Linked DNA regions of Mus musculus: all the other regions are linked to region 1. A link is a contact called in public ChIA-PET, Micro-C and promoter capture Hi-C data. All regions are on one chromosome and are shown on one strand. The core of a region is the stretch at or near the end of the contact, and the rest is flanking DNA. Distances in the headings are between cores, read along the strand shown.

Evidence for each region. Promoter capture Hi-C pulls out the DNA fragments that hold promoters and counts their contacts. A called contact is a pair of places that touch in the nucleus more often than the background predicts. ChIA-PET counts read pairs in DNA pulled down with a chosen protein or histone mark.
Region 2: a promoter capture Hi-C map of pre-B cells shows a contact between it and region 1, with 6 times the contacts expected there. The contact joins the promoter of Fanca here to the promoter of Ctu2 in region 1. A contact is called at or near these places in 7 of 39 promoter capture datasets (the C10 cell line, embryonic stem cells, hippocampal neurons and 4 more), 1 of 484 Hi-C or Micro-C datasets (CD4 T cells) and 1 of 9 other capture datasets (liver).
Region 3: a promoter capture Hi-C map of liver shows a contact between it and region 1, with 3 times the contacts expected there. The contact joins the promoter of Rpl13 here to the promoter of Ctu2 in region 1. A contact is called at or near these places in 8 of 39 promoter capture datasets (the C10 cell line, cranial neural crest, embryonic stem cells and 3 more), 2 of 484 Hi-C or Micro-C datasets (both in embryonic stem cells), 18 of 115 datasets of contacts at active chromatin or transcription factors (the 230-238 cell line, craniofacial prominence, embryonic forebrain and 9 more) and 4 of 9 other capture datasets (adipose tissue, embryonic stem cells, liver and 1 more).
Region 4: a contact with region 1 is called in a promoter capture Hi-C map of second pharyngeal arch cranial neural crest. The contact joins the promoter of Spg7 here to the promoter of Ctu2 in region 1. A contact is called at or near these places in 10 of 39 promoter capture datasets (the HPC-7 cell line, cranial neural crest, embryonic stem cells and 7 more), 1 of 484 Hi-C or Micro-C datasets (embryonic stem cells), 5 of 115 datasets of contacts at active chromatin or transcription factors (the 230-238 cell line, embryonic forebrain, large pre-B cells and 2 more) and 2 of 9 other capture datasets (embryonic stem cells and liver).
Region 5: an RNA polymerase II ChIA-PET map of memory CD8 T cells shows a contact between it and region 1, with 476 read pairs. The contact joins the promoter of 2810013P06Rik here to the promoter of Ctu2 in region 1. A contact is called at or near these places in 11 of 39 promoter capture datasets (the 3T3-L1 cell line, cranial neural crest, embryonic stem cells and 6 more), 5 of 484 Hi-C or Micro-C datasets (CD8 T cells, embryonic stem cells and palatal mesenchyme), 9 of 115 datasets of contacts at active chromatin or transcription factors (the 230-238 cell line, astrocytes, embryonic forebrain and 6 more) and 4 of 9 other capture datasets (adipose tissue, embryonic stem cells, liver and 1 more).
Region 6: a Micro-C map of embryonic stem cells shows a contact between it and region 1, with 4 times the contacts expected there. The contact joins the promoter of Slc7a5 here to the promoter of Ctu2 in region 1. A contact is called at or near these places in 2 of 484 Hi-C or Micro-C datasets (both in embryonic stem cells) and 4 of 115 datasets of contacts at active chromatin or transcription factors (T-cell acute lymphoblastic leukemia, large pre-B cells, memory CD8 T cells and 1 more).

The regions. Positions count from the first base shown.
Region 1 is chr8:122,473,944-122,479,034 of GRCm38.p6, reverse strand. It overlaps Ctu2 (cytosolic thiouridylase subunit 2), which reads right to left and starts at 2,892. Exons shown (of 15, transcript NM_153775.2): 1 at 2,740-2,892; 2 at 2,446-2,520; 3 at 2,051-2,129; 4 at 1,799-1,858; 5 at 790-850; 6 at 249-358; 7 at 1-142. The coding sequence starts at 2,807. Rnf166 (ring finger protein 166) reads left to right here and starts at 2,961. Exons shown (of 6, transcript NM_001033142.3): 1 at 2,961-3,172. The coding sequence starts at 3,018.
Region 2 is chr8:123,315,648-123,320,738 of GRCm38.p6, reverse strand. Fanca (Fanconi anemia, complementation group A) reads left to right here and starts at 2,163. Exons shown (of 43, transcript NM_016925.3): 1 at 2,163-2,264; 2 at 2,568-2,677; 3 at 4,283-4,376. The coding sequence starts at 2,186.
Region 3 is chr8:123,099,723-123,104,813 of GRCm38.p6, reverse strand. It overlaps Rpl13 (ribosomal protein L13), which reads right to left and starts at 2,464. Exons shown (of 6, transcript NM_016738.5): 1 at 2,369-2,464; 2 at 2,052-2,161; 3 at 1,828-1,969; 4 at 1,458-1,631; 5 at 860-916. The coding sequence starts at 2,155. It overlaps Snord68 (small nucleolar RNA, C/D box 68), which reads right to left and starts at 1,756; the gene lies at 1,709-1,756.
Region 4 is chr8:123,062,428-123,067,518 of GRCm38.p6, reverse strand. It overlaps Spg7 (SPG7, paraplegin matrix AAA peptidase subunit), which reads right to left and starts at 2,011. Exons shown (of 17, transcript NM_153176.5): 1 at 1,810-2,011; 2 at 944-1,046. The coding sequence starts at 1,992.
Region 5 is chr8:123,039,994-123,045,084 of GRCm38.p6, reverse strand. It overlaps 2810013P06Rik (RIKEN cDNA 2810013P06 gene), which reads right to left and starts at 2,510. Exons shown (of 1, transcript NR_045268.1): 1 at 483-2,510. It overlaps Ankrd11 (ankyrin repeat domain 11), which reads left to right and starts at 2,801. Exons shown (of 13, transcript NM_001081379.2): 1 at 2,801-3,136.
Region 6 is chr8:121,904,764-121,909,854 of GRCm38.p6, reverse strand. Slc7a5 (solute carrier family 7 (cationic amino acid transporter, y+ system), member 5) reads left to right here and starts at 2,169. Exons shown (of 10, transcript NM_011404.3): 1 at 2,169-2,789. The coding sequence starts at 2,249. BC048644 (cDNA sequence BC048644) reads right to left here and starts at 2,022. Exons shown (of 2, transcript NR_167716.1): 1 at 1,842-2,022.

The DNA of each region.
Region 1 (5,091 bases), core at 1,643-4,142:
CACCGGCCTCAGCTCCCAGCACACGCTGCTGCTGCTGCTGCTGCTGCTGCAGGAAGCGGTCCACGGCAGCCTTGTAGGCCTCCTCTGTCCCTGCTGACTCCTGGGAAGTGCAGCATAGCACTGATGGGGGCAAGCTGAACACCTTGAAAGATGAAAGAAGGGACACTGAGTCCAAGGTCCATGGAGCCTGATGGGTATTCTCCCTCCAAGGCCACCACAGGACCCTTTACAGGGGCAGACCCACCTACCTCTTCTAAGGCAACCACATGCCATGGGAAACCAGTGTTCTCCAGGATCCGCTTCACCTCAGCCACCGTCTTCTGTCTGTCCTCCAAGCTCTGACCACAGGCTGCGCCCTCTGTGAAACCCAGGGGGACACATGTAGGTTTTACAGAGGAAGAGCCTGATGGGACAGGCTGGGGGGGGGGCATCAGTGTCACATACAAAAGTCCCACCAGGTCTGTTCTGTAAGAGCAGGACTGGCCTTTTCTTTGGGGTGCTTTCAGACAGGCTCCCCTTTTCTTTGGGGTGCTTTCAGACAGGCTCCCCTTTTCTTTGGGGTGCTTTCAGACAGGCTCCCCTTTTCTTTGGGGTGCTTTCAGACAGGCTCCCCTCACAGCTAAAGAAACTGGCTAGTCTTTCTGTCCCAAAGACAGCTCTAAGCTCACCTTCTTCAACCATGGGCCCTTCGATACAATTGGAAGGCACCTCTGTCCCCAGTCTGTCCCCTGGAAAGCCTGTGGGGCTCATGCATGGCTGGGGACTAGGAAGAGGAGTGACCACACATACCATCAACATAGATGACTCCTGGCACAAAGCGCAGCCGTTTCGCAGAATCCTGACTCAGGCCCTAGAAGGGAAGTGTCAGGACTCAGCTCTGGCCAAAAGCACTTCTCTGGAAGTATGCTCCAGTCAGTGGACCAAACTGCCTAGGCCTTCCTCCTCACAGGGGTGTGTGGGGCCAAGTCTTCCCTCCTGCATGAGGGCATGTCCTATCTGAATCAGAAACTTCAGAACTCTCCCCAACCCCCAGCCTGTCTCTGACACCTAAGCAACCTGAGACAGCGGCTGAGCCATGGGGAACGCTTTTACCATCTGCTGGGTTCCCCAGAATCCCCAGAAAGTGTTTTGAAATGTAAGAACTGAGGTGACAATACGTGGAGAGCAGGGGCGGAGTCTCCCATGAGAAGCGGTATCAGACACTGACGGCTTCACAGTGAGCTCTCACCTTCACATGTGTAGGTCTGGGGGACCAGCAGGTGACACAAAAGCCACTCAAGTACGACACAGGTCATTCACACTGGAGCAGCACCGCCACTGAGACCTCCCCTACCAAGACAGCCTCTACACTGGCCCCTCTAGCTGGTACCCTACAGTGAGAGAGCATGTAGTTCCCTGCTCTGCATGGGGTCCCTCAAGGAAACCCTGTATACCTCTGCAGGTTCAGACACTCTTAGCTTGAGTCCCGTTCCATCTGCCCCACTCCCTTCTACCTATGCTGCTTCTCCCGTTGTTTTTGGCAAATGCTTCTCTCTGCTCTTTGTCATGATTGGCCAATCTTTGAAACTGTGTCCTAACAAATAAAGCTCAATAGGGATGTAGCCTGGGACCCTGTGTAGGGCATGTGTCTGGACTGCACACCTGCTGAATATATATGGGACATCCTAAAGGTGTCCCAGTTGGGGTGGGGTGGGGTACTGTCTAGTGTTAACCAAAAACTTCCATAGTATAGGCTGAGGAAGGAGGCCCCTGCTAATTCAATCCAGAAGCTTACGCCCAGAAGATGGTGTAGATGTACCTCAAGCACTTGCCAGACCATGGAGCTGGACGAAGGGCCCCCAGACCAGGACAGGAGCACCTGGGGGTGGGAAGGGCAGCATCAGCACGGAGGCATGCATCCGCAATATGAGCATGTCTTGTCCACTTCTTGGACAGCCCCAGACACCAAGTCTACCCTCAATGTCCAGGGACAGTAGGCCAGCTGAAGAAACGAACATAAACGGAAGACAGCAGGGCTGACAGCCGAGCGCCCAGGCACCACACATCGTACCTTCTCCCCAGGAAAGATGACCCGGTTCTTCCCAAGCATGGCTCTGAATTTGTGAACGTAGAATGCCTTGAAACAAACCCTGTAACACAGAAGCAAAGGGAGGCTGGCTGCACCTGCGCAGGAGACTGTGGGATTTTGTTTGACAGGGTCATCTCTGCAGCCCAAGCTGGCCTCAGATCGGAGGTAATTCTCCTGTCATGGACTCTGAAGTGTTGAATTGACGGGTGTGCCTAGTTTAGATGACAAGGGTCGTCACCAGTGGTTCCCACCACTATTTACGGTTAGGGCTAAGCACTTACAAGTTACCGCGCCTTTACAAGAAAACAAGCAAGCCTGGAAAAGGGGCGTGCGGGGGTGGGGGTGGGGTGGGGTGGGGACGGCTGCCCAGATCTCACCTGCAGAAGGCATCTCCCGCTCGTATCACCACCACCGGCAGGCCTTCTGCGCACTTCACACATTTCTGCTCCCGGCTTTGAGAGAACAAGAACATATGTGGCAGAATTCTCGCACCATGGCGGGCTTGGGGGAGTCAGGGTCGCGCTTCCCGGCCCGAGCTGGCGGAGGAAGCGCCAGGCTCACGCGCCAGGGCCTAGGTTTAGTTCTAGCCGCCGACTCACAGCAGTCCCGGAATTCCGGTTGGTGGGGAACCGAAGGGGACTGTCCCCGGCCTGGTGGTAGAAGGTTCTTACCTTGGCCGCGGCACGGGCGGAGGCTCCCGCCGCGCCGGCCCCGCGTAATCCTCACCGGCCTGACACATGGAGGGGTGGGTCCCGACTGCGGAGTGGCGTGAGGAGCCGGCGCGCTGAGATGCCGGCGCGCTGAGATGCCGTCACCGCCGAGCGGGCGCTGTCGTGACGCAACCCGGGGAGGTGGGGCCTGGGCGGTGACGCCAGCGCGGCGCCGTCGCGGCAGTGACGCCGGGTCTGCCGGCCTGGATAGGGGGCGGCGGCGGCGGCCTGCCCCGGGGATGGCGATGTTCCGCAGCCTGGTGGCCTCGGCGCAGCAGCGGCAGCCGCCGGCTGGGCCCGCGGGCGGCGACAGCGGCCTGGAGGCGCAGTTCAGCTGTCCCATCTGCCTGGAGGTGTACCATCGGCCAGTGGCCATCGGCAGCTGCGGCCACACGTGAGAGCGCGCGCCGGGAGCCCGCGGGAGGGGGGTCCGGGCCGGGGTCGTGGCTGGCGGCCGAAAGGAGACGTGGGGAAAGCAGCCCCTGCCCGCCGGCCGCGCGCGCGCCCTGCACCCGCCCCGGCCCCGCGCGTTGCCAACGGCCGCCGGCTGCTTCGAGGGCGGTGGACGCGGCCGCTGCGCCGAGCGCGGGGGTCCGGGCTTGCAGAGATCGGGTGAGCGGGCCGTTGTAAATAAACGACTTGTGGCTTCTGCAACCCACTCTGTTCCACCCCATGTCTACTCGTGTTGACTGTCAAGGAAATGAGTTTCCCTAAAGTTAGGAGAGGGACGCGTTTGGAGCCTGGTGTTTTGTTTTGAAGGACTTGGCCTATTCTGAACAGGAAGCTTCCAGGTAGCGGGGCCTAAAGGGACCCAGACATCAAGCACTTCGTTAGGTGCCCAGCTGAGCCAAGACACCCCCCACCCCCAATCTAGCGGCTCCTCCTCCCGTGTTTCAGGAGCAGAAACTTGAGGATGTGACTCTGCGCGGGAGGGAGCGGTGCTCAGGGCCTTCACAACCCCAGCCTGGTTGGGAGGGAGCCAAGATAGAACGTCTGCTCCATGACCTCCCCACAGTACAGCTCTTGAGATTAGCCGATAGAGAACGGGCAGGAGGAGGACTTGTCAGCAGACAGCCCCTCTGCTTGGGGCAGGACAAGGTGCACCCAGATTGGTGGGAGGCATTTTGCAAACAGAGGCAGCTGATTTTGGAGGCTCTAATGCAGAGGGAACTGGAGCCGCTTGGGTAGGCGTGTGCCTGCGAGTCATACAGGGAGGTGGCAGAGACCTTGTCTCCATCCAGGGCTGCCTTGACTTTCCCTGCCCCCTGTGTCAGGCTGAACCGAAGACTGGATCCCTCTGGAGAGCTCTGCTAGGTTGTCTTGGAAGAGCACAGCTAGCTCCTGCTCAGCCTAATGCTCCTGTGATATTCTAGCAGGAAGCCTTGGATCAGGACCCATTTTTTTGTATGCACGCACAAGTGGGTGTTTTACGGTGTGTTCTGTGAAGTGTTGTCTTTTTTTTTTTTTTTTTTTTTTTACAATCCCTTCACTCGGTGCACACAGGCCACTGCTGCATTCTTCAGTTTGCTACTATTCACCAATCAGTATGTGTTGTCCTCTTAGAAAGGTAGAACACGGGATTGAAAAGCACCTTTAAACCTGTAAACCTGTTCCCATTGCTCCCTCTGCAGGCTTTTATCTGGACAGCGTCACCTTGGGAAGGTGGCCCTGCTTTCTTTGCCAGTTCCGTTTCCCCAGCTGTTCAGTCCTACCTTTAATTCGCAGTGTCTGTTGGGTGTAGCCCTTGTTTAAAATAAGTGTGAGGGTTAAGTTTTCACATCACCTTTTAAAATGTCACTGATCCCTCTGTCTTCACCTCCTGACCAGAAGCTGTTTCCTTCTTGAGGTTTTTTGTGAGTAGAACCCTCCCTACAGAGTTGCTGCACTGCTACCCGGACAAGAGAAGGAGAGGAAGTGGGGAGACTTTGTGGCTGCAGATACAGGCAGGAGGCCTGCCAGTGGCGCCACTGTGGAGGTGTGCTCCAGGAACTATCCCAAGGCCACTGTAGAGGTGTGCTCCAGGCTGTATCCCAAGGCCACAGAGGAGCAGTCTTGAGACTTCACAAAGCAACTTTGCCTGAGGGAACTGGCTGCCTTGAGGGTGGAAGAACACAGGAAGGGGCAATGCAATGGGTGTTCTCTCCCACATTCACGCCCTCAGTTGTGTCACATGGTGGAGAAGCTGCCCTACACCAGCCTCTGTAGATGCAGGCAGGAACTCTCTGTGGGAGAAGTGTGGTCTGGAAACTAGGCCAAGAGCCCCACGTTTCGTTCTACTTCCTCTTGGGGAGAGTCACCGCGTAGACTTGAGAC
Region 2 (5,091 bases), core at 914-3,413, 840 kb before region 1:
GAAATTAATGTCGGAGAAGCCTACATCCACAATGTAGAAGATATTTATGCCTGTGGATAAGACAGGCCCGTTGTGTGTGTGTGCGTGTGTGTGCATGTGCGTGCGTTCCTACTTATGTATGTGTGAATTGCTATGTGCGCTCGTGTGTAGAGTGCAGAGGTCACCACGGGTGTCTTAGCCAGTTTCCACCTCAGCGGCTCTCTAATTCTGTTTTTGAAATGGGAATCTCACAATATTGCCTAGGCTACCCCAAACTCCTAGGCAGAAATGATCCTCCTGCCTCAGCTTCCAGAGCTGATAGGATTTCTAACTTGTGCTACTGCACTTGTTGAAAATGCAAATTACGAAGCATCAACGAAAAGAAAACCGTTTCCAACGAAAGCTTGAAAACACACAGTAAGTACCAGCGGTGGTGATGGTCAGTTGGTGTGATTTGGGGTAAGCTAGTACTCTTTTTTGTCCTCATAGGCTGGCTGAGCAGATTATCTTTTTCTTTTTCTTTCTTTCTTTTTTTTTGGTTTTTCGAGACAGGGTTTCTCTGGCCACCACGCCCGGCTAGATTTCCTTTTTCATATGGAGGAAAATGGCCCTTTTTTGCCAGGTAGTGGTGGTACGTGTCTTTAATCCCAGCTCTCAGTCAGTAGAGGTAGTGTATCTCTGAGTTCACCAACCTACTCATTCAAAATAACAACAACAACAACAACAACAACAACAGGGTAGCAGGGGAGGAACAGTGTGGGTGGGGAGGGCTTGTGTTGGAGGGGGTCCACCTTGTGGGCAATGATGGAAGTACAGCCATTTTTTTTTGAGATTTACTTATTTATTATATGTAAGTACACTGTAGCTGTCTGAAGACACTCCAGGAGAGGGCATCAGATTTCGTTATGGATGATTGTGAGCCACCATGTGGTTGGTGGGATTTGAACTCATGACCTTCGGAAGAGCAGTCGGTGCTCTTAACCACTGAGCCAGCCTTGAGCCACATCTTCTAATAGGCAGAGCAGCTCTCTGATGCTCCTCTCTGAGGGCACTTCTGATGCTAGAGGCAACGTGGGGCTGCCAGACACATTTGATCCTGAACTGGGACGAGTCCTGGCCATAGTGATGAAATTTTGTAGAAATACATTAAAAAAAAATTGGTTCTCTTCAGTTTTATATCTTTAAGTGTTCTCTTTGATGGGTAAAGTGACTTTTTGGCTCCCAGTGTGACCGTAGCACCTCCAGGTCATGGAGGCAGATAAGCCTGATTCCTGGGAAACTTCGGTCAATCTTTGTCTGCTCTGCTCTGGCTCTGATAATGGCTCCTCCAGCTGCTGACTGATTCCAGGCTGGGTGAATTTTAATCACAACCTGGCTACTATGGCCGGTTCAAGCCTGTCTCTAGTGTCCTGTCTTCCACTAGTGTCTGCGTGTGCACACACCTGGGGTAATGCTGAAAATCAAGGACAGTGGCTGCAGTGCACATAATGCCCTCCTTCAGTTTGCTTGTTTGTTTGTTAGAGTCGGGGTTTCTCTGTGTAGCCCTGGCTGTCCTGGAACTCGCTCGGTAGATCAGGCTGGCCTCCAACTCACCGAGATCCACCTGCCTCTGCCTTCGGAATGCTGAGATTACAGCACCGCCCCGCACGTAAGGTGGATTTAAAAAAGGAAGAAACAAGAATGACAGCGTTTTTGTGGCTGTTTTTCCTTCCTAAGTACTTTGAGCGCTTAGCGGGGAGTGATAGCAACTCTAATTTCAACCCTTGAAAGTCACACCCCAGCACCAGAACTCCTTTGGTCAATTTTCCCTCAGAGTCAAATAAGCACAGCAGAGTACTCGGATCGATCCTGTGTAGTTTTGAACAAAGCAGGTAAAAGTGCTTTTTTTTTTTACCGAAAACCTGGGTCCAGTTTGTCACGTGATCTCCCCAGGCCAAGCTCTGGGCCATTAGCAATTCTGCGCCACTTTCCCTCTAAGTTGTCAGGCGCAGGTGTATTGCACCAAGGCTGCCACCATACTGCCTTCTCTGCCACCCGAACGCAGCCAGACTCCGGGACAAGTACTACAACCAAGAGGAAGAGGGCCACAGAGCAAGGGTCCGCCCTCGGGGGTGTGGTCAAGCATGCTCCTAGCCAATGAGCGCCAGCGCCTGGCCGCGGCCAATCGGAAGGCAGCGCGGGCTGCAGAGCCGGTGTTCCAGACGCTATGCCGGGCTCGCCGGCTAGGGGTGCTGCCATGGGTGGTGGGCCCCGGGGCCTCCGAAAAACTTGGACCGAGCTGCTGGGTAGGTCTTGCCATTTCTGCCTTCTGACCCCCAACCAGCGCCAGTGCGGTCCCTCCATTCTTCGGGGTCCGGGTTCAGATCCCAGCGTGGCTCAGCCCTGCCCGCGAGTCAGCCGTCCTGGGCCGCGCTGGTCCTCTTAGGGCCATGGGCCCCAGGCTTCCTGGTCCTGCCGCTTGCTGCAAGCGCTAGGTGACTGTCCAGACTTGGACAGCTTCTCTCTGGACCTCCGCGCAGCGTGTCACCCTGTGTACGTTGCACTATAATTTTCTGAGCAATTTTTTTTTCTTTTTAAAATATCTTTAGCGGGCAGAGTCAAAAAGCAAAAATATGATCCTGAAAGGGAACAGAAATTAAAGGATTCTGCTCTGAAACTCCTGAGATACCATCAAAATATGCATGACCTTTTGCTAGAGGTAAGAGGAAGTTGTCCTGGCTGAGCAGGTTGGATGTTCGGAGCCAAGCCAGATCATAATCTTTTTAATGTCCTTCTAAGCCTGAGTACTTGGCGAGTAACTGGTGCCGGCAAACCAGGTGGGAGGAGAGCTGAGTGTATTTTATATTTTATGTCTTTGGAGATGAAAGTAGTTGGGTAGTACATTTAATAATTCATGAAAGGCTTTAATAAATTCCTTCTGGGAAAAGTACTCGAGGGGCTGGAGGGTTGATTCCTGTACAATCTGGTTTTTGTTTGTTTGTTTGTTTTTCTCTGTGTAATCCTGGCTGTCCTGGAACTCACTCTGTAGACCAGGCTGGCCTCGAACTCAGAGATCCGCCTGCCTCTCTCTCCCAAGTGCTGGGATTAAAGGCGTGCACCACCACACCCAGCAAGATGGAGTACAAGTTGTAAGCTGAAAGAAGCATCCCGAGTTGCTTTTGGTCATGGTGTTTTTATTACAGCAATAGAAATTCTGGGGGCTGGAGAGATGGCTCAGCGGTGTTCCAGAGAAACACCCAGGGGAAGAGAGCAGTGTTTGTAACCTGTGTGGGTGTGGGGTGGAGGAATTCACTGCTGACAAAGGGATGCTTTTTGTCCCAGAAGCCGACTTTACCGTTTGTTGACATGCGCTGCACCCAAATTGGATGGACAGCCCTCTCTTGGAGACACTTTGACTGAAACATTCACTGCAGACACTGGAATTGTTCTAAATATTAAGATAAACATTGTTTCTTTGCAGCAAACACAGACTGTGACAGAAAACGCATATATAGAAACATGAGGGTGATTGAAATCTTTCATAATCCACCAAAGAGAACCAATTAGGCCTTTGCTGCTCTAATTCCATGTTGTCATTTTGAAACACAGTTCAGAATGGCATACAGACAATTTAATTCTCACTTTTAAATATGACAATTAAGCACAGGCATTTTCACATGGTTTAAAATGCTCCTAAACAATAGGGCTGGCATTGTAGCATCCCGTTTACTTCTGGACTTGGTTTTACTAAACCATTGCAGCATCAGCACACCAGAACTTCAGTTTGTCACACACTGATCTGTATGATTTATATTTGTAAGTTCCTTTGTTTCTCCAAACCAGAGTGAAAGGCATGAGCTACCGATAATCTCATTTACAGGGAAGACACTGAAGGGTAGGTCATTGCTAGAGGTCACTCAGCTGCTCAGCACTGATTGCTCTTCCGGAGGTCCTGAGTTCAAATCCCAGCAACCACATGGTGGCTCACAACCATCTGAAATGGGATCTGGTGCCCTCTTCTGGCATATCTGAATACAGTGACAAATGTACTCATGTGTATATATCTATCTATCTATATACATACACACACACACACATATATATATACAATAAATAAATCTTAAAAAAAATTCTAATACACACACACACATACTGTCACACACACTCACTCTCACACACAAAGATGAATTTAAAAGCAAAACAAAATAAAACCAAACTAACAAACCAGGGAACCAAAACAAAGCAAACTTGCCTGCTCTGCGAGCTGCACACTGCTGGAGTCTTGAAACCACTTTCTTGCTGTTCTTACCGCTTCGGTTTGTAGGTAGAAGAGCCACAGTGTAAAAGGTTGCGTCTCAGTGAGCTGATCGACCGCGACAGTGCTGACGCTTCCTCCGACCGGTCTGCTTCCTTCATCCGTGAGTTGTCGCTGTGCTTTTCAGTTCACTTAGGAAGCGGTTAAGGGAAAAAAGTCGCCATCTGTTACAGTCCGTAGACATTCAGATTCCACCTGACAATGCCCTTTCTCTTGTATCATCACCAGTTACACGGGCTCTATGACTTGATTTGGAGTTATTTCCTAGCTTTACCCCACTCCCCCCCAACCCCCACCCCCAACTCCCACAGGGTTTCTCTGTGTAGCTCTGGCTGTCTTGGGACTTACTCTATATGTAGACTAGGCTGGCCTCGAACTCACAGAGATCCACCTGCCCCTGCCTCTGCCGCTCAAGTGCTGGGATTAAAGATGTGAGCCACCACTGCCCGGAGGTATTTATTGCTCTTCCCTGCCCTTGTGTGTATGTGTGTGTGTCTGTCTGTCTCTCTGTATGTGTATGTGTCTGTCTCTGTATGTGTATGTGTCTGTCTCTGTGTGTGTCTGTCTGTATGTGTGTCTGTCTGTCTCTGTATGTGTGTGTGTGTCTGTCTGTCTCTGTGTGTATGTGTCTGTCTGTCATGTGCTTGCAGGTGTCACTCTCCCCATTTCCCGAGAGTCAGAGAAAGCAGGGCAGGGGGTGGTTATCAATAAATAAGGGTTTTTTTTTTGTACTTCACATTTCTTTTCCTTTTTTTTTTTTTTTTTTGGTTTTTTGAGACAGGGTTTCTCTGTGTAGCCCTGGCTGTCCTAGAACTCAC
Region 3 (5,091 bases), core at 1,215-3,714, 630 kb before region 1:
GGCACATTCTGGTGAATTTATTAAAACTTGACACAGCCAAAGTGATGGCAGAAGAAAAAACTTCAATGAGAAAATTCCTTCATAAGATCGGGCTTGCCTTTAACCCTCAAAGCAGATGCAGGTGTGGGTTAGAGGCCAGCCTGGTTGGTGTACTGAGTTCCAGGACAGCAAAGGCTGCAGAGGAACACTGATGTCTCTTTCCCTCTTTGTGAGAGAGTTCTCATTTACGTGAGAGGGTGCAGGCCACCTTGCACAGGGCGACCCACCCTTGGCTGGAGGCTCTGGGTGCTTAGAGCAGCACCTAGCACGTCTCCCCCCCCATGGCCTCTGCATCAACTCCTGCCTCCAGGTTCCTGCCCCGACTTTCTCCAAGGTGCAAGTGTAAGCCAGAACTTGGTTTTAGTCATGGCACTTCTTCATAGCAACAGAAAGCCCAAGACACAAAGCCTGATCCCTTCAGAGAAGAACAAAATTACACTCCCAAGCACTCCAAACAAGTAGGGAATGCTAAGTTAGGGACCTGCGCATTTCTAAAAGGAACACAAGCCAGTCCTTTAAAATCTTGGCAGTTAGCCCATGGTGGTAATGAATGAATGCCTGTAAACCCAGCACTTGGGAGGCAGAGGCAGTCAATCTCTGAGTTCAAGGCCAGCCCAAAGCTACAGAGAATCTCTTTCTCTCAAAACAACAAAAAGTGCCCCCCCACCCCAAAGATTGGGAGGTTGTCCCCAAGGTAAGAGAACTTTCTTTCACCAGCCTGAAACCTTCACCAGTCTCTAATTAGTCTGTCACAACACACTTTTTTATCCCTGCCAATCTTGTCTATTACGGAGCTGAGCCTACAGCAGTGTCCACTTACATTCCGGATGGGCATCACAGGTCCTGTCAGCTGGGTGGCCAGCTTAAGTTCTTCAGCCTGTTTTAAGAGTAAGAAAAAGTTGAGTCCAGCTTCCATCTCATGCCTGTTACTTATAGACCCCATTATCACGGGGTCTGCTTTAGTTCCCAAGGATCAGGCTGCCTGGGCCTGCAGCACCTAGCATTTTCCGTCCCGGTGCGCTGGCTGACTACAGCTCCACTGAAGGAACAGAAGAAAGCCATCCTTACCCCACCCTCAGGAAGCCCACACTGACAAGAAACCCACCGATCCTTGTTACAAAACTCTTTACACTTCTGAATACCGAGATACTTTCTGTACCGAGATGCCCCTGAACGTCCTGGTAGGGTGAACGCTCTAGAACAGCATACCAGGCTCCAAGTCAATAGCTCCCAACACTAACAGACACTGGAAAGCCCAGGGACACCATAGTGGCTCCCACTGATCTGCACGCGTCACCGCCGCCCCCAGTACGCTCTAACCTCCCACTGCTGCACTCATGTCAACTCTGCAGAGCTGGATCCAAGAACACAGACTCTATCTACACTGAGCCGGACCTCTGCCGCCCCGCAGGACTTACAGAACTGTCTCCCTTCTTCGGAGCAGAAGGCTTCCTGGGGAACAGGATGAGCTTGGAGCGGTACTCCTTCAGGCGCTGCACGTTGGCCTGCAGTGACTCCGTGGACTTGTTTCGCCTCCTCGGGTCCACAGAGATGCCGATGGTGCGAGCCACTTTCTTGTGGATGCCAGCCACCTGTTCAGAAACAGAAACTGGTCACCCACCTCGCAGTCACCCCACCCCAAGCCGGCCCTGCCGAGAAAACTCGGTGTCATCAGATGGAAAAGGGTTCAAAAGTACTTTCATCAAGTCAGTACAGCGATTCCGGAGAATGTCATCATTCCACCGAGCCCGAGGGACCTGCCAAGGGACCTCGCCCTGCCGCACTCACCCTGAGCTCCTCCAGGCTGAAGCCCCTGCCAGCCCGGACCTTGGTGTGGTATCTCACTGTAGGGCACCTCACGATGGGCCTGATGGGGCCGGACGCGGGGCGAGGGGCGATGCGACGCGCTTTCGCCTGCCGGGCCTTGCGCCTGCAGGAAAAGCACAGCCGTCACCTCCTGCCCCACGCGCGTCCCCGCCCTGGAGCCCACGCGAGCCACGCGCGATCTATACCTGCGGATCTTGCGCGCCGGCTGGTTGAACCAAGTGTCCACTCGCTGCTGCCAATCCTTGTGGAAGTGGGGCTTCAGTATCATGCCATTCCGGCTGGGCGCCATGGCTGCCTAAGGCCGCGAGGGAGAGGAGGGCGGCGAGTCAAGGCCAGGGTCCCCAACCCCGTCCCGGGTCCTCCCGCCCCTGCCCTGGCTCCGTGCTGTCGGCGCCCGGGCTCCTCCATGGCTGTCCGTGCGGCCTCTCTTCGCCGATGACAGCGGATGGAGGGCGATGGAGCCCGATGGACCACGATGGGACCGGCGGCGGCAGAGACTCACCTCCTATACAGGAGAACGGCCGAGCGGAAAGGACCGGGCACCGCAAAGCACCCTGGGCTTGTAGGGAGTCCGGCCAATCTCAAACGCCAATCAAAATCAGGCGAAAGGGAAGTGACGTCACGCGAACCCGCCCGCCGGCGGACCATCGCCTTTCTAGCCGTCGGGTTGGTTATTCTCGCTGGTTCCTAACTTCGCAGTGTGGGTATCTCCGGCGTGCTCAGGGGCGCACCTATGAATTAAACCCCTAAAACTCTTTCTCCCTCCTAGATCCAGTGTTTTTTCCCCGTCCACCCAGGAAAATTTATTATAGATTTGCCTGGAATTTATGTTTCCCCAGAACTGAAGCACGCACCCCCATTCCAGACTTCCCCCCCCACTTTAAGATTTTTATTTATTTTTACTTTATTTGTATGAGTGTCTCCCTGGTTTCATGGCTGTGCGTCGGATCCCCTACTACCGGAGTTCCTGGGTGCTGAGAATTGAACTTCTGAAACAGCAAGCAGCCAGTGATCGTAACTACTGAGTCATTTCTCCAGCCCCAAACTCCCCCATTTACTTAGATAACTCCTTTAGCCCTGACTTAACTCCTCGGGGGGAAATCAGGTGTGACGAAATACAATACTGAATTCCTACCCACAGTAGCAGCGACAACAAAACAGCCAAGGCATACACTGGTCCTACACCTGTATGCCTATAACCTTTTTTCACTCCTCATTCCCAATTACCAGGTTTCTTCCTGATCAAAATTCCACTACAGAAGCTGTAGAAATGGCTCAGTAATTAAGAGGGCTATAAATTTAAAAATCCACATTATACCCGGGCCAGATATCACAGGACCATAATCATAATTCATCTAGAAAATGAGACAGGACAATAGCAATTTCAATGCTTTTTGAGCAACTTAAACCCTCTTTTCTTTTTTTTCTTCTCCTTTTTTTTTAAGATTTATTTTATTTATGTAAGTACACTGTAGCTGTCTTCAGACACACCAGAAGAGGGCATCAGACTCCATTACCGATGGTTGTGAGCCACCATGTAGTTGCTGGGAGTTGAACTCAGGACCTTTGGAAGAGCAGTCCGTGCTCTTAACCGCTGAACCATCTCTCCAGCCCAACCCTCTTTTCAAAATTAAAAAGGAAGGGCTGGCAAGACAGCTTAGAGGGTTGAAGGTACTTGCTGCCATTTTATTCCTGGGACCCACATGGTAGAAGAGAACCAAGCTCTACATGCTGAGCTCATCCATGATATATATATATTTTCTCTGTCTCTCTCTCACACACACACACACAAACACACACACACACATACCACACACGCGTGCGCGCGCGAAAATAATGTCATAATGAAGCAGGCTGAGGATGTAATTCTTGCCTATTGGATGAGAGGCTAAATTCAATCCTCAGTAGGGGGGAGCCATTTTTTTTGAGTGTGGGTGAAAAGGCCAGAAATTGATGTTGAACCATCTTCCCAGCCCAGAGAAAATGTCTGTGGAAGGAATGCCCAGATTCAAGGTGCACTTCTTTGAAACAGTGTTTTCTCAGACCTCTTTTGACATTCCCAAGTATCTGTCTCTTTCTACTCTCAAAGATGACATCCATGTCCACCACCAGCTTTTCGTTCAGGATGGACACGCTGCACCGGCACCTGAGTTCCAGCTCAAGCTGCAGTGCTGCGTGACATTGGTGGGCGTTAGAGCTCTGAAACTGCAACACTGCTTAGAATCAAATTAGGGGAGGGAAGGGAGGTTGTGATCTGAATTGTTCTCTGTTGCACAGGGTGGACACAGAAGGGAACAGTTATGCAAAGATGAGGCTAAGGCGGTTGTTCCTGCTCTAGCTTGAGCGCCAGTTCCTGGTCTCCTGGGCAGAGAACTCTGCAAACACCATTCCACCGGAAAGCTTCCTGGTGCCTGAGGCCGTGCTGTGCACGGGCTTGCATTCCTTTGCATGACTAGACTTAGCAGCTTATGGCTGTGGCCTGCTCTTCATTTTCCGGCAAGCTGCTCCAGGAACCCCTCCCTTCCCTGTGGGTACTTACTGAATTCTGGGTGTTTGGGAGTGTCAGAAAACTCTTGCCTAATCCCTCACCACATCTTTTCTTTTTTTTTTTTTTTTTTTTTTGGTTTTTCGAGACAAGGTTTCTCTGTGTAGCCCTGGCGGTCCTGGCTCACTCTGTAGACCAGACTGGCCTGGAACTCAGAGATCCACCTGCCTCTGCCAGTAATAAACTTTCTTCCATTCATAATCTGGAACTCTTTTAGTCACATAACCTTGATTTTTTGATTTTTAAAGATTATTAACTTAGGGCTGGAGAAATGGCTCAGTGGTTAAAAGCACTGACTGCTCTTCCAGAGGTCTCGGGTTCAATTCCCAGCAACCACATGGTGGCTCACAACCATTTGTAATGGGATCTGATGCCTTTTTCTGGTGTGTCTGAAGACAGCGACAGTGTATGCACACACATTAAAGAAATCTTTTTTGTTTTTTAAAAAAGGATTACTAACTTACTATTTATGTGTGTGAGCCTGCAGGAGTTGTGTGTGCCGAGCTCAGAGGCCAGAAGAGCACTGGATCCCTCACTAAGTGCTCCTTTTTTTTTTTCTTTTTTGTTTTTTCGAGACAGGGTTTCTCTGTGTAGCCCTGGCTGTCCTGGAACCCACTCTGTAGACCAGGCTGGCTTTGAACTCAGAAATCTGCCTGCCTCTGCCTCCAGAGTGCTGGGAT
Region 4 (5,091 bases), core at 762-3,261, 590 kb before region 1:
CAAAATAAAACACTTAAAGTGAGCAAAGAGAAGTCTAGGCCTGGTAGCACATACCTGTAATCCCAGCACCTGGAGGGTGAGAACAGGAGGATTCTAAGTTCAAGGCCAGGCTGGACTGCAAATTAATGCCTTGTTTCAAGAAAACAAAACCAAACAAACCAGTCTGCAACCCCCAGGTGAGGAGTGGGGTCTCACGTGCTCCCATTGGGAAGGGACAGGCAGGATGATCAAGGAGTGCTCACAGCCCCTAGCTATACATTTCACTTCAGATTATCCATAACAGGGCTAACATAGCTCACAGCACAAAGAACCAAAGGTTACAATGAAAATATAGCTTAGTTGTTAGAGTACTTGCTTACCATGCCCAAAGTCCTGAGTTCAATCCCTAGCTTCACATAACACTGGACAGAGTGGTACATACCTGTAACCTCAGGACTGAAGAGGGTCACAAGTTCAGGTGTTTTGTTTTTTAAAAGAATCAAAGGTACTCTTAGTGGCTGGGTGTTCCTAGTCTTCTGGTCAGTGTCTAACTAGTGACGTTCTCCTATGTCACTTGTCACCTGCCAAGGAGCCTCCACTCTTAGACTAGAGTGCATGCACACAGCCTGAGATGGTGGATGCTGCTGCACACACAGCATGGCCTTCTGCTCCTAGGCTACTCTACTGAACATCACAGCGAGCCCTGCTCACTGCAGCAAGTGCTGTGCTCTCAGACAACATAAAACCTTTTGTTTTTTTGGGTGGGGGGTGGGGGTGAGCAGGGGGCCAGCAGGGTTTCACTAGCTAGTTCTGCCTGACCTCCAACTGGCAGCCCCTGTTTTAGTGCTGAGATTACAGGCATGTAAGACCTGGTTTGTTTGGTTTTGTCCTCTTCCACTATGCTCTTATAGGACTACAGTAAAACCTGTGTCCCTCAGTAATGGACCATGCAATGCATACACACCTGAAAGCGGCCACAGTCTGACTGCATTTGGAACTATATGCTGTTTCAGTAACAATCCGCTAATACCTTCAAAGCTAGGGGTCAGTATTCGCAATAGCAAACTCTGTAAAAAGAGAAAAAGACCGAGGTAACACTAAGACCATATACCACAACAACACAGGCCTAATCAAAGTCCTTGCCTAGCATGCAGAAAGCTATGGATTTGATCCCCAGTACCTCCTTAAAACTGGGTACAGTGGCGCATGCATGTAATCCCAGCACTTGGGAGGGGATGCAGGAGCATCAAAAGTTCAAAGTCATCTTCAACTGTGTATTGAGAATCTCTCCCTCCTCGGTTTCCATCCTAGAACTGCCTCCCAAGAAGGGGAGGGGCCAAGGGAAAGTGTCAATCAACTCCATCAATGAATTTCACTGGACTCAGCCACAAAACAAAACAAAAAAACCGAAGAAACAAAAGTCAATTAACTTTCACCCACAGCCCAGTTTGAGTCTCCAATTCACAATCTTCCTGGCCTCGTCCTACCAGCAAATACTGAAATTGCAAGTGTGCACCACCTATGTGGGCAAAAGGATCGGGAGTCCAAGGGCTGCTCCGAGTACACATGAACGCCTGCCTCCAGACCAGAAAGAAGAGGACGGAAAGGCACGGGTGACCAGGACTCAGTTTGAAGCCGCCAGGGACAGTGATACAGGGCGTCTCTCTCACACACGCCAGGGAGAGACGAACCACCCGAGGCAGATGCTGCCTCCCGTCCCGGGGAGCCCACAGCAGCCATCCTCCTGCGGAAGAGCGAGGTGCAGGCGCACTTCCGGTCGGCGCGGACCGACCCGCCACACCCGCCGCCGCCGGGCTCCGAGCGGGTTACCTGAGGCGCGTGGCCTCCAGCCGCAGCCGGGCCAACCGGAGTCCCGCGGGCCGCGTACGGCCGCCTGGCCCCAGCCCCGGACGAGAGGCCTGGGCCCCTGCCTGAGAGCAGGCCCCACAGCCGTCGGGGCCGGGGCTCCGGGCCGGGGCGGAGCCCGCGAAGCAGCAGCAAGGCGGCCGCCATGGTGCCGAAAGCGGCGCCTGCGCAGTGCGGCTCCGGCCGCCCTAACGGTCAGGTTTTTGAGGGCGGCCTCCCTTTGCGCTTGCGCGGGGTTGAAGGTCGCGCGCTCCTGGCGACGCCTGCGCGGTCCGAACCGTCTGGTATCCGCAAGGTTAGCTGCGAAACCTCGAGAGTCAGCAGGGTGCGCAGCGCGAAAGCTAGCAGCCCGCAGCCTGCGGGTTCACGTAGAGACAGGCTACGGTTACCCGGTATTTTTCTCTCTTGTGTTTTATTAACAGTCCAAGTTGCGGTTTCCAGTACTTGGCAAGTGGATACACGATTCGCTTTTCACGTTATCTCTTTCTTTGGGGTGCGATTTGGTGGTTCCTGTTGGCCACTTCCGTCCTTCCTGTACGTATTTATTTTGTTGTTTCTCTGTGTGGTGCTAGCTGTCCTCTCGCTGTAGACCAGACTGACCTCGAACTCGGAGATCCACCTGCCTCTTGGTTTTGGTTATTTGTTTTTTTAAATACAGTATCGCTGTGCAACAGTCTGGCTTCAAACTCAAGCTCCGTCTCCTGTGTGCCGGCCTGACAAGAATGAACCAGTTTTTCTGAACATCAGAGATCCGGGGGATGCCCCTGGCTGGCTACAGAATCAACTTAGAGCCAGTGGTGTGTGAGACCACAGGGCAGCAGCTACATACAGAGTAGGAAAACGGTGCCCTCAATCTTAGAGAGGGAGGGAGGGGGGCTCCTAAAGTCGGAACTGGAGGGGCTGGAGAGATGGCTCAGCTGTTAAGAGCACTGGCTGCTCTTCCAGAGGATCCAGGTTCAATTCCCAGCACCCACATGGCAGCTCATGACCATCTGTAACTCCAGTTCCAGGGGATTCGACAACCTCCCACAGACATACATGCAAGCAAAACACCAGTGCACATTAAATAAAACATTTAAAGTGGTGATTGGACCCGTGTCCTCTGGAAGAGCAGACAGTGCTCTTAACCACTGAGCCATCTTTCCAGACCCCTCCCCCCCTTATAGCCATTAGTGGTCTACTACCCATTTCTCCAACTCCCTTAGCATCAGGCAACCACTAGCATTCTTTGTTCCTGTGGACTGTGTTTATGACCAAATTAAGAGCCCCCTTAATTATACTCACTGCCCCTGAGGAGCACCCGTCATCCCGAGCTTCATACCATTTGGCTTTGACAGTTCATTTGTGCAGAGACAGAAGGGAGAGCTTGCTGTCCCACCCATGGACAGCTGCAATCCCAGGCCTGGGCAGGGCCACTGAAGCTCTGAGTCCTGCTAGTCCATGCCAGGCTGGTGCCTGGTAGTCTAACTGCAGAAAGCCCCCAAAGCAGTCTCGGTGCCTTTCCTTCCACTCCATGTCTTTCTGTACTCTCCAAGTCCCTTAACACTAAATAATTCAAACAATAAGCCTTCTCGGTGCTGACTGGTGCCTGGCTTCATGTCAAGCAAACTCTCTGAAGTAAATAAATAAATAAAAATTATCTTACTATGTAGTCCTAGCCAGTCTCAAACTCACAAGAGATCTCCCTGCCCCTGCCCCCTCAGGGCTGGATCAAAGGCATGCACACACCGTGCCACGCAGAAGTGAAAGTTTAAATCATTTAATTGTATGGGCTGAGTGTTTTACCTGCTTATATGTAAGTGTATATGTGCCAGCCTGGTGCCCTCAGAGGTCTGAACGTGACATTGAATGCCCTGGAACTGGAATTTTAGGTGATTGTGAACCCCCGGGTGGTGCTGGGGATCAATCTGGGTCCTCCAAAAAAGCAACACGCGTCCATCTCTCCCGCTCCGTAAATATTTTAGTTCATTTCTATACGTGTGGATGTTTTGCCTGCATGCAAGGCACCTAGTGTGTGCCTGGTGCTTAGGGAGGCTAGAAGAGGGCATCAGATCCCCTGGCACTGGAGTTACAGATGGTTGCGAGATGCCATGTGGGTGCTGGGAATTAAACCCAAGTCCTCTGGAAGAGCAGCTGGTGCTCTAAACCACTGAGCCATGTCTCTAGCATTTGAAGTAAAGAGTGTATTTTACAGATTTAGAAAAAAATAGAGCCAGGAGTAACAGTTGTGCACCAAGCACTCTGGAGGTGGATAGAGGGTACTGTCTTCAGTGTAAGTGAGCCGGCCCATCTTGGGAAAAGTGTTTCCTCAAGATTAAATAAACAACTAAAAATGAAAAATATTTTAAGACAATTTTTAAAAACAGGCTAGGGAACTGGCCCTGTGAACAAAGGGCGTGGTGGGAAGCCTTCCATGTAAATTCAGTCTCCAGAAAGGATGGAAAGTCCACACGCATTGCAAAATCTGTCATCCCAGCCTCCTTCCACAAGGAGACGAGATCAGCTTATAACCGCGAGCTTTTCCACCTGTGCCCCAGTTCCCAAATAACTCAAAGGCTTAACATTAATAATAAATGCCTAGGCCATAAGCTAGCTCGTTCCCCAGCTAACTCTTAAGTTAATATCCCGTTTATTCTAACCTGAGTTCCACCTCGTGGCTGGCTTCCTCTCCTCAGCTTCTTGTGCCCATGTCCTCCGTGTTCCAGTGGTGAGAAAGCCACCTGCCTGGCTCTCTCTCCACTGGAAGTCCCGCCTTCTAATCCTGCCTCAGCTTATTGACCATCGGCTTTGTATAGACAGGTGGTGCTTCCACACAGTACACAGGAGATTAGCCCTACATCTCCCCCTTTTAGTACAATAAAAGTCTCTTTCTCTAACTTCAATAAGCTGCATATAATAAGAACAATTATGCCTTTAATCCCAGCACTTGGGAGGCAGAGACAGGCGGATTTCTGAGTTCAAGGCCACCCTGGTCTACAGAATGAGTTCCAGGACAGCCAGGGCTACATAGAGAAACCCTGTCTCAAACAAACAAACAAACAAAAAACGAATTATGAAAACTATCAGGTAAGATTACATTCACAATGTCCAGTCCAAATGCATTTAGCAAACTTGGAGAAAGTATTCCACTCTCTACCCCACCGTGGTGAGTTCAAACTTCTCTACTTAAATCATCTCCTATCATAACTTGGGTTTATCAACCCATAAATATCTTTTTGGACCTTTAAACATTTTCTTAAATCCTAA
Region 5 (5,091 bases), core at 1,261-3,760, 570 kb before region 1:
CTGGCCTCCAACTCAGAAATCTGCCTGCCTCTGCCTCCCTGTGGAGAGCCGTGCTGCGAGCAATCGCCATTATAAGATGGTGCTGGCCTCCGCTGTGCCTAACTAGTAAACAAGCCTTGTACACAGGTGGTGCGAGAGTGAACTCACTCCCAGTCACTCCCATTATCGGGGCATAATAGTGGGGTGATGGGCGAGCAACGAATGAGGAGCTGTCACGCCATATCAGGTGCTGAAACGTCACGCTGTGGGCTATAAAAGCGGCGCCATTTTCCCGGTTCGGGGTCTTCCTGAAGAAGTAAGCAATAAAGCTTTTGCCGTGGAAGATTCCAGTTTGTTGCGTCTTTCTTGCCGGTCAAGTGGGACGCAATACCTCCCAAGCAAAGGTGTGCGCCACCATGCCCGGCTCTAGCCCACTTTTTTAAAAAAACAAACAAAAAAATCTCTGGGCTGGGACAATGGCACAGCAGCAGGTAAAACATGAGTATTTTTAAAAAAGATTTATTAATGTATATGAGTACACTGTAGCTGTCCTCAGACACACCGGAACAGGGCATCAGAACTCACCAGAGATGGTTGTGAGCCACCATGTGGTTGCTGGGAACTGAACTCAGGACTTCTGGAAGAGCAGCTAGCGCTCGAGCCATCTCTCCAGCCCTGGAGTCTATGATCCTTGAAACATTAAAGTTCGAAGGAGAGAACTAACTCCACAAAGAGGTCCTCTGCCTTCCCACACAATATACACACAGTACACTCCAGCAGACAGCTTTTCTTTATGTAGGCGCTCATGTATTTTACAGGTTTCACATCCTCTTCGTCCCATGTTGATGAAATTGACACCATCTGTTGTTCCTGTTTACCCAGGAAAATAACCAAAAGTTGAAGTGTCCATGGTTACAAGGACAGCTACTCATCACAAAGCTGGAATTTTGAACAGGGGCAGGGCAGTTTTTATCATACCATGTCCTCTAAACTCTGTATTTGCTTCAAATAGGGAAGAAAGGTCACCTCTAAGGTCCCATCACTCCGGGATGTGCAATCCCATGATTTCATAATCTGTGCTCTGTAAAGACTTTGTTTATACAGACAAACAAAACAAAACACCCAAACCCTCTACAGAACTATTTCCAGGAAGGCCAGGGCTCCACAGAGAAAACTTGTCTCAAACAAACAAACAAAACCCCAAAAGTCAAAAACAAAACAAAACAAAGAAGTATAAATATTGATTTTAGTCACTTAGCTTTTCTGGTTCACAAATACACAGATGCTCTTTAAATAGGACAAGGCTGGAAGTTTGACTACTTAAAACTTTTTTTTTGTAGATTTTTTTCTGTGCAGAAGCGTATTTTTTTTCTGTGTATATGTATGTGTACTAGTGCATGTTTGGGGAGCCCCTAGACAATGTTAGATCTTCTAGAACAGGAGTTACAGATGCCGGGAATCGAACCCAGATCCTCTGGAAGAGCAGCCAGTGAGTGCTTTTGACCGACAGGTCATCTCCCCAGGTCCCATTTACTTTAAAAGATTTATATGTAGTCTATATGTGTGAGTACTCTACTCGGGTGTGAGTTCCTGAAAAGTCAGAAGATGTCAAGTCCTCTGAAGGTGGCTGTGAAGCTGTCTGAGGTGGGTGCCGAGAAGGGCAGCACGTGCTCTTAGCCGCCGAGCCATCTCTCCAGCCCTGGTTACTTGTTATTTTATATTTTATTATATTATGAAATTGGCTTTCACTGTGTAGCCCTAGCTGGCCCGGAACTCAGAGATCCAGCCTGCCTCTGCCTAAGTACCGGGATAAAAAGCCTATACCAACATATCAGACTCGTCACAATTACTTTATGCATTTTTCTGAGACAAAGGTTTCATGGAACTCAAATCTTGAACTCGAAATGTTCACAACAATGTACTCTGAGCTCCGGATACGCCTGTCTCGGTCACTACAGCGCTGGGATTCGAATTTTTAGCTCGTTTGCAAACCAAATCACTACTAACGCAAACCATCATTAAACTTTTTCCGCGTTCTGTAAATTCAAACAATCAGGCACATGACGATGCGACTTTGCTGCCTAGCTCTGAGGTTCGTCAACCTTTTTTTTTGTTGTTGTTGTTGTTTCATGAACCATCGCGGTGAAGTTCTGGAGCCGGGGAAGGGAGGCGGCTGAAGCGCGCGCGGTGTCTAAGGAAACCTCCGGGCAGAGTCTGGAGCTCACCACATCCCGGTTGCTAACGTGGCTCACGGGACTCGGAGCGAAGCGCAGTCCAGGAACACCTCCAGGAAAGAGCCGGATCGCGGGTGGGGGCCGAGGCCGCCTTTCTCCTTCGCGGCCATCATCCCGGCTGCCTTTGCTCCTGCAAGAGCCTCCTGCCGGCTAGAGACACACATTCTCGAAGCTCACACAGGCTCACAGGCGACACACGACCTCGCGTCCGCAGCGCAAGGCCAGCCGGTACAAGCCGGCTCCCACCTTCTGGCTCCTTCGACAACAACCTTGTTTCCAGACCGCGGCCTCATCACTTCCGGCACCGAGTAGGGCCAATCGTCGTGTCCCGTGGCAGGGAGGTCAGCCAATCCAGCGGCTTTCTCCGCCTGGGTCTCCTACGCACGGATGCCAATCATTCCCGGACGTCTCCCTAGCGCCGCCCCGTGCCTGTTACGGAAGCCGTCGGGCCGTCTGAGCCCTTTCACCCCGGCATCGCATTTCCTCTCCGACGTGACGTAAGCGGCCCCTGCCGCTCTGCGGGGCGGGCCAATGGCGGTGGCGGATACGGCGAGCCAATGGGCGGGAGGCTCTCATGCGGCCGGCGCCCGCCGCAGCCACCGCTGGGTCCTGGAGCCAGAGGCCGCCCGCGACAGAGCGCGATGGACCGAGGGCCCCAGCCGGGGAGGCGCCGCGGCGGAGTCCGCGGCCAGACGCCCCCGCAGTAGCGTCCGCGCGAGCGCCGCGGCCCCGCGTGAGCTCCTGCACGCCGAGGGCGGGCTTGCATCCCGCCGGCCCCGCACTCGCCGCAGCCTCCAGCCCGCGCGCCGACGCCGCCTTCCCGCCCGGGCCGCGCGGCCCGGGAAACGCGGCCGCGGGCTGCATGGGCAGCGCCCGCGCCCCGCCGCCGTTCCGCCGCGGAGCCGCGTCGCCCTCGGAGCCGGGTGAGAGGCGCCGGGGACCTGGGGGGTGGTGGTCGGGGAGGGCGTCGGGCGTTCCTGCGGCCTTGCGGCCTGCAGGCCTCCTCCGCTGCCCGCCGCCGCGGGTGCCCCGGGGCGGGCCGTGCGCCGCGAGAGGCCGGTCGGTGGGCCGCGGGGGTCCTGCGAGCGACCATGAGGGGCCGAGGGCGGGCTCCGAGGCCGGCCTCGGGGCGTCCCGGGGGTCGGGCGGCCGAGAGAGGCTAAGGAAGGGCTCCGGGGTGGGCTGTGGCGGCCGTGAGGACCGAGGGCGGGCCTTGAGCGAGGGTCGATGGTGCGTTAGTGGGTCCCGGGACGCTGTGAGGACGACGGCGGGCTCCCGGGAGTCCCTGGGGTCCTCAGTGGCGCGGGGCGCCGACCTCTGACCCTCGGGAGGGGCTCCGTCGCCGGGCTGGTGGTAGTTGTTATTCCCAGCGTCCCTATTATTATCGTGTTTTGAAATGGGAGCAGGCGGCCCTCGGGCTGCGAGCCGAGCCGGAGGGGGCGGGCGAGCCGGGGACCTGGAGCTGCGGGGTGCGGAGGCGCGCAGGCCCGAGTGGGGGCAGGAATGCGGGGCGGCGGGGGGCGTCTGGGGGAGGGGAAGGCGGGACTCGGGGGGGAGAGTGGGAGGAAAGCGGTGTAGGCGACGGCTGCAGGAGCAGCCTTTGGCCTCAAGGAACAATGTGAGACGTTGCCTGAAATGTTAATTTCCGTTCCTCATTTCATCATCCCCTGGCAAGGCGGTAGCTGCGAGAGTGTGTGTGCGTGTGTGTGTGTGTGTGTGTGCGTGTGTGTGTGTGCGCGCGCGCGCCCGTGTGTGTGTGTACGTGTGTGCAGGGTTGGCCCTGCCACATGGATCTAGCCCCTTCACAGACGGATGTGCGGTTCAGTTCCTATGTATGTGGCTTGGTGTGGAGTCTCATTTTTTTTCTCAAGGCCTTGTCTTTACCTGGTGCTCCTGTAGGTTTTTCTGTTTTTGTTATGTTTCTGGAAAGCTCGTCTGGGGTTTGGAAGACTGGTGAAGGTTAAGCTGGTTCACAGGAAGGCTGTATGCTCCGAAATCTAGTTACATGTGTATAGTTCTCATGTTTCACAGTGGTTTCTGCAGTCGTGAGAAGTTTTACACCCACTTGAGAAAACTGGGCAGTTTTACAAATTTTCCGGTAGAAAAATTTGGTTTTTGTACCTATTTGGTGAGTTTTCTGTGGTCCTTTGAACACTTTCCATTCAACACGTTCTTCCATTCAACTACTGAATAGAAGTGCACATTTGTACGTAAAATTTTACTTAGGCTGTTGGGTTGCCTATGAGGGATAAGGAGACTTAACTCAGCAAAGACTGTAGGTGATAATGGGTTGTGGAGAAAGCTATGGAAACAGTTACTGTGTTTTGCTGTGTGCAGTCCTAGTCAGTGGTATAATTTGGGTAGTTCCATGGTAGAGTCTCGGAGAATGGTACTTGTTGCCCTGAGACCTTTATTTCTTTTTGGAGCACTAGCTGCTCTGAAGACTAGAGTTCTGTCTGTGTCTTTTGAAATGATTGCACAAATACTCCAATGTCACTTTGCAGCTATACCTAAAACAAAAATGCCTTGCTTAACTTTGATTGTGACCCTTGGATTGGATCTCCATATAGCTGGTGTTTCCTCCCCCACACTCCATTCAGCTGTTGTTCTCCTTTCTGTAGTTTCACGCTTAAGAGCAGGATCTCCCGTGATAGGCTGGCCATCCTGAATGGAATGGGATGGGAGGGAACAAAGGCCAAGTTGCTATGACATTTTTCTCTTCTTTGTGCTTGCCTCGTGCATTCCTTGAAAAGCAACCCAAAAGATACCGCTAAATTTGACCTTAGCTTGATTCTTTTAGGAGTGTTTCTTTTTCTTGTCTTCCCTTTGTCCTCCTGTGGTAAACAATACACAGCAAAATTTGCCAGAAGTTCCCTTA
Region 6 (5,091 bases), core at 920-3,419, 570 kb after region 1:
ACCAAACAGAGATAATACACACCAACGGTTGCTTTGCAGGAAAAAGTTTAAGGTCTTATCTAACGCTGTGATAAGCAGCAGCAGAATCACGAGCCAGGGGTCTCGGGGACATTCACTGGGTATTGTCACCAGAGCAGCTTCTGCCCAGGGCTCAGGTCCCCCTCTTGATCTCTTGTTCATTCTCTCTCTGAACTCCAGACCCAGAAGAGCCATTTGAACCTGCTGTGTTCCTCCACGACCACCGTCCTTGGCCTCTGGTAGTGGCTTTGACTTAACTATGGTTGTGATTTTATACCTCCTTGGACTATTGCTATCTCTGGTTCAAATCAAAGCTTTCCCACGGCTGCGATGCAGAACCCAGATTCCACTGGGAACAAGGACAGATTCCAAAAGAAGCAAGGGTTAGTTAGCCACCCACAGGTGAGAGGTAAGCAGGCTGCTTGCCTGGAGGTAGGAGGCCGTGAGGCTGCGCATACTGGGCAGGCAAGTTACACAACTGCAGAACTGGCTTCCTCGTTTACTATGAAGTGTTTCTAAGAGTTGCCACGTGTCCTATTAAGTTAGACGATGTACCTTGGAATCTTAGCGATGTCTCAGTGGGTTGGTGGTATGCTTTTAGCCCTCTGAAAGGACTATGTCAAGAATGAGAAGCAAGTTTCTCAATCTTCCCAAAGCCATCAGTTTAGGCAGTCTGTACTGTGGCATGGTTAATGTTGGTGTGACCTTTTAGCTCCATGGCTTCCCACTGCTCAGGCTACAGAGATACCAGCTTGTCATTGCTTGTGAATGGCTGACATACTGGGGGTTGGGGGAGGTAGCTCCAGTGACCCTTGGAGTCTTTGGCTGAACACCTCCCCGACATGGGCTTCCAAGGGGCAGCTCTGGCATTCTTGGCTGCAGCAGTAGATCCAAAGATGGGGAGAAGTTTGAATTTCTTCATTGGTCATGCCTCAGCAGTGGGGAAGGCTTGGCAGACTGGACAGTTTAGCAGAGCATACAGGGCTCTGTATCCTTACAAGTCTGAAGGTTCTTAAATTAAGCCCCCCCCCCCACCTTCCCTTCTGCTTGTCTGTGAGTTTTCCTGGGGACTCCTTTGGACAGAAAATGGAACAGCTGGTGAAAAGGAGGGGGTCTTGGGGCTCCTGGACTTATCTTGACCAATGAAATTTTCCAAGCGTACCATCAGCTCAAATTACACAGCCCATACCACGAGGGCTTGAACCCACTTCCTTGAGCTCACCGGTGGGCGTCACGAAGATGCCAGAGCTGATAATGGTGCCCACGATGATGGCACCAGGCCTGGGATGCTGAACCTTCCAGATGTGTGACCACATTATCTCAAAAACCCTCTTACCTAAGATTTCCTAAGAATGACAACCTAAAGCCCTTTCACCCTACAGTAGATTGGGTTGGTTCCCTTCTAAAACTTGCTTCTCCAGATTGGGTGTACCACTAATCGAGCTTTTGTCAAGACCCTCCTTGGGACCAGATGGATATCTAAGTCCAGGAGTAAGCTGGCTACCATTCTGGTCTATTCTTCCGTTTCCTCCAGAGCTGACGGATCATTTCGCCCTCAGACTCGTTTCCTCTGGACCAAGTTGGACTATAGGGGTGCCTCACCCCACAACCCACCCCCACTTATCCTAGATAAGATATTTATCCTTCATCTCCCAGACGCACAGGATATGCACACTGGAGGAAGCGGAGATAAACACCCGCGAGGCAGGGCCAGGATTCCGGGCAGGTGTTGGGACTATACACTGAGCCACCCCCCTTCCGGTGCTTTCTCCCTTGACAAGTCCTCTGCGCCGCCTGGGGCGGGAGAAGAAGCACGCCCTTACCAATCGGCCCTGACATCCTGCACAGGACTTGTGAGGAGGTGTGAGTCGACTCTCCACCCGCGTACAACATTCGGATCTTGTGAAACACGCCGCGATAAACCCATCAGTAGTCACGCCGCGTTAAACACATCAGTAGTCCTCAGTTTCAGGATCTTAACGCTCCACGTGCTCTAACAGACTTGGGGGCGGGGGCCCGCGAAGGAGGCGGGGTCGCGCGGGCTGAGGGGGCGGGGGCCTTTGCGAGCTGAACCAACAGCAGCGGCGATGGGCGGAGCCTGGAGGGCGGGTAACGGTAGAGATAAAAGGCCGCGCGGGCGGGGCGGACGCAGACGCACTTCTCAGTACGCGGAGAGCGGCTCGGCCGCGCGCACGCCGGGTATCCAGGCCGAGCCGGGAACGCCGAGAGCATGGCGGTCGCGGGCGCCAAGAGGCGCGCGGTTGCGACCCCGGCGGCGGCGGCGGCGGAGGAGGAGCGGCAGGCGCGGGAGAAGATGTTGGAGGCGCGGCGCGGGGACGGCGCGGACCCCGAGGGCGAAGGCGTGACCCTGCAGCGCAATATCACGCTGCTCAACGGTGTGGCCATCATCGTGGGCACCATCATCGGCTCTGGCATCTTCGTGACGCCCACCGGCGTGCTCAAGGAAGCGGGGTCGCCCGGACTGTCGCTCGTGGTGTGGGCTGTGTGCGGCGTCTTCTCCATCGTGGGCGCACTCTGCTACGCGGAGCTGGGCACCACCATCTCCAAGTCAGGCGGCGACTACGCCTACATGCTGGAGGTCTACGGCTCGTTGCCCGCCTTCCTCAAGCTCTGGATCGAGCTGCTCATCATTCGGCCCTCCTCGCAGTACATCGTGGCGCTGGTCTTCGCCACCTACTTGCTCAAGCCGGTCTTCCCCACTTGTCCGGTGCCCGAGGAAGCTGCCAAGCTCGTGGCCTGCCTCTGCGTGCGTAAGTAGGGGTCCGGGCTGGGGTGGGGCCGGGCTGGGGCGGGGCCGGGTGGGCGCGAGCCAAGGTTCCTGCGTTTACAGCTCGGCAACACCCATCCCAGTATCCCTCCATCTGTCCATCCCTGAACCATCTCGGCAGTTCCAGGCTAAAGTCACAGGCCCCAGAACCCACGTGCGTTTCTTTAATCCATTCATAGTGTCTATGCTTTCGGGACAGCCCTCGCGAGACCTCAGTGGGTCGCGGCTCTGACCCCGCGGCAGGCATCCCGCTTCCCGACCTGAATTCTAAGTACGAGAGATCTACTCTGTCCCGGGTGAGAGCAATACACTCCCTGCCTTCAGCAAAGCACCACGTGGAGTGGCAGATATGCCAGTTTCCTGTTTCAGCTTCAGTTGCTGACTGGTTGCTAAGAGGGAAATTGCAGTTTAAAAAAAAAAATCACTTATGTTCTTAAAACCGGCCTATCAGGAATCAGTGAACTGGCTGACTCATAAGAAAACAGTAGTAATAAATTTGTGTGTGGTAGTGATGGCTGCTTGCTCGTTTAAGATGAGTAGCGGAATCGTGTAAAGCCTGCCTGTCAGTAAAGGACTAAAAGAAACTCGGCTGCAGACAGACGACAGTCTGTGTGGGTGGGCTTGAGGGGTCCCAAGATGTGCCAGGTAACAGCTGTTGAGTGTAGCCTTTATGGGACGCATAGGTCAAGACGGATTGATTTCTGCTTTCAAAAACAGTTGTGTGATTTTTCAGGACTGGGGGAAAATGATCGTTTGAAGCAAATGCCACATGATTTGGTGGTGGAGAGCAACCTGGAAATAAATCATGCTACTTTCAAAATTACAGATGAGTTCAGGCAGCTAAGACCGATGTATCTGTTTGTTTTGAGAGCTGTGTTGATAGTGCACACAGAGAGGGTGATGGGGAGGTGGGCTAGACTTGGTTGTGAGCCATGGAAGTCCGGGGCTGCTGTTAGCACTGGGGCCACTGCTCGATGCCAGTGCCTGTTTTGGCTTTGGCCCTGAGACTGTCTCCTGTTATCAGACCCAGCCGGGTGTGCCCTTCAATTCTGAGACCACCCACTCTGCTCTGTAGTGCCAGTTGGATGATGACCAGTAAGGTCTTCTGTGTGCTTGGTTCATGTGTAAACCGTCATAGCTAGAGTTGGTCTTCAAAAGCACTGGGCAGTCCAGGGAGAGCCTGGCCTCAAACGGGACACTGCATACTCAATTTTAATTGTCCAGTTCTCCTTATGGATGGTAATCTCTTTAGGGATAAGGAATGTCGTGGGTACCTTTAAGGTTTGTTGTTTGCTTGCTTGCTTGCTTGCTTGCTTGCTTGGTTTTGAGACAGGCTCATGCTATGCAGCCCTGGCTGGTCTGCAGTTCTCTGTCTCCCAAGTGCAGGCAGTAAGTGTGTGTACCATCATGCCAGGCTGGCATGGCTGTCTTTAAAGAGCCCACACTCTTGTCAAGATAGTTCTGGAAACTGCAGGTGCTAGTGACATATGGGAAGCAATGCTTGCCCACAGGAGGCTGTGAGCACTGAGGGCTGGCAAATGTCCTTTCTTTTAAAATTTGTTTTCTTTTTTTTCTTTTTTTCCATTTTTTATTAGGTATTTAGCTCATTTACATTTCCAATGCTATACCAAGAGTCCAGGTGCTCTTCCAGGTCTCTGAAGGCCTGGGCGCCGGCTCCCGGAGGATTGCACTCTGAGGAGAGTTTCAGTGTTCATGGAGTGAGTGCCCTGTTCTTTCTCGAGGGCACTTCTGGGGAACATAGTGTTCCCTGGCTTCCATGCCTTAGGAAAGACCCCGAGGAAGCACTGAGAGTCAGGTTTTAGGGCAGAGGTCTGGTTTACGTGGTTGAGTCTTCTGGAGTCCTCTGTGTTTGTCTCTCCACAAGTTTCCTTCACCTAGTTAAGACTGGATTGGGAAATGACTTGGCCTCCATCCCGAATGAACCCACTGGTGGTAAAGGTGCAGGCCATCTCCCTCTCAACAAGTCTGGCTCCCTCCTGCAACCTCAGGCCTGATGCGGGCAGCCTGGAGCGGAGTCTTTGATGATGATTGGAAGACTTGTTTTCCACATTGTTCTGGGTGGCCGAGAGCCCGTGTGAGTGAGGCCTAGGGACCATCTCGTGGCTTGCTGTTTGGTTTTGTTCTGCTTTTGAGACAAGACTTCTCTGTGTAGTCCTGGTGGTCCTAGAACTCACTTTGTAGAGCAGGCTGGTATTGAACTCACAGAACTGTTTGCCTCTGCCTCCAGAGTGCTAGCATTAAAGGCGCATGTTCATTTTTGCCTA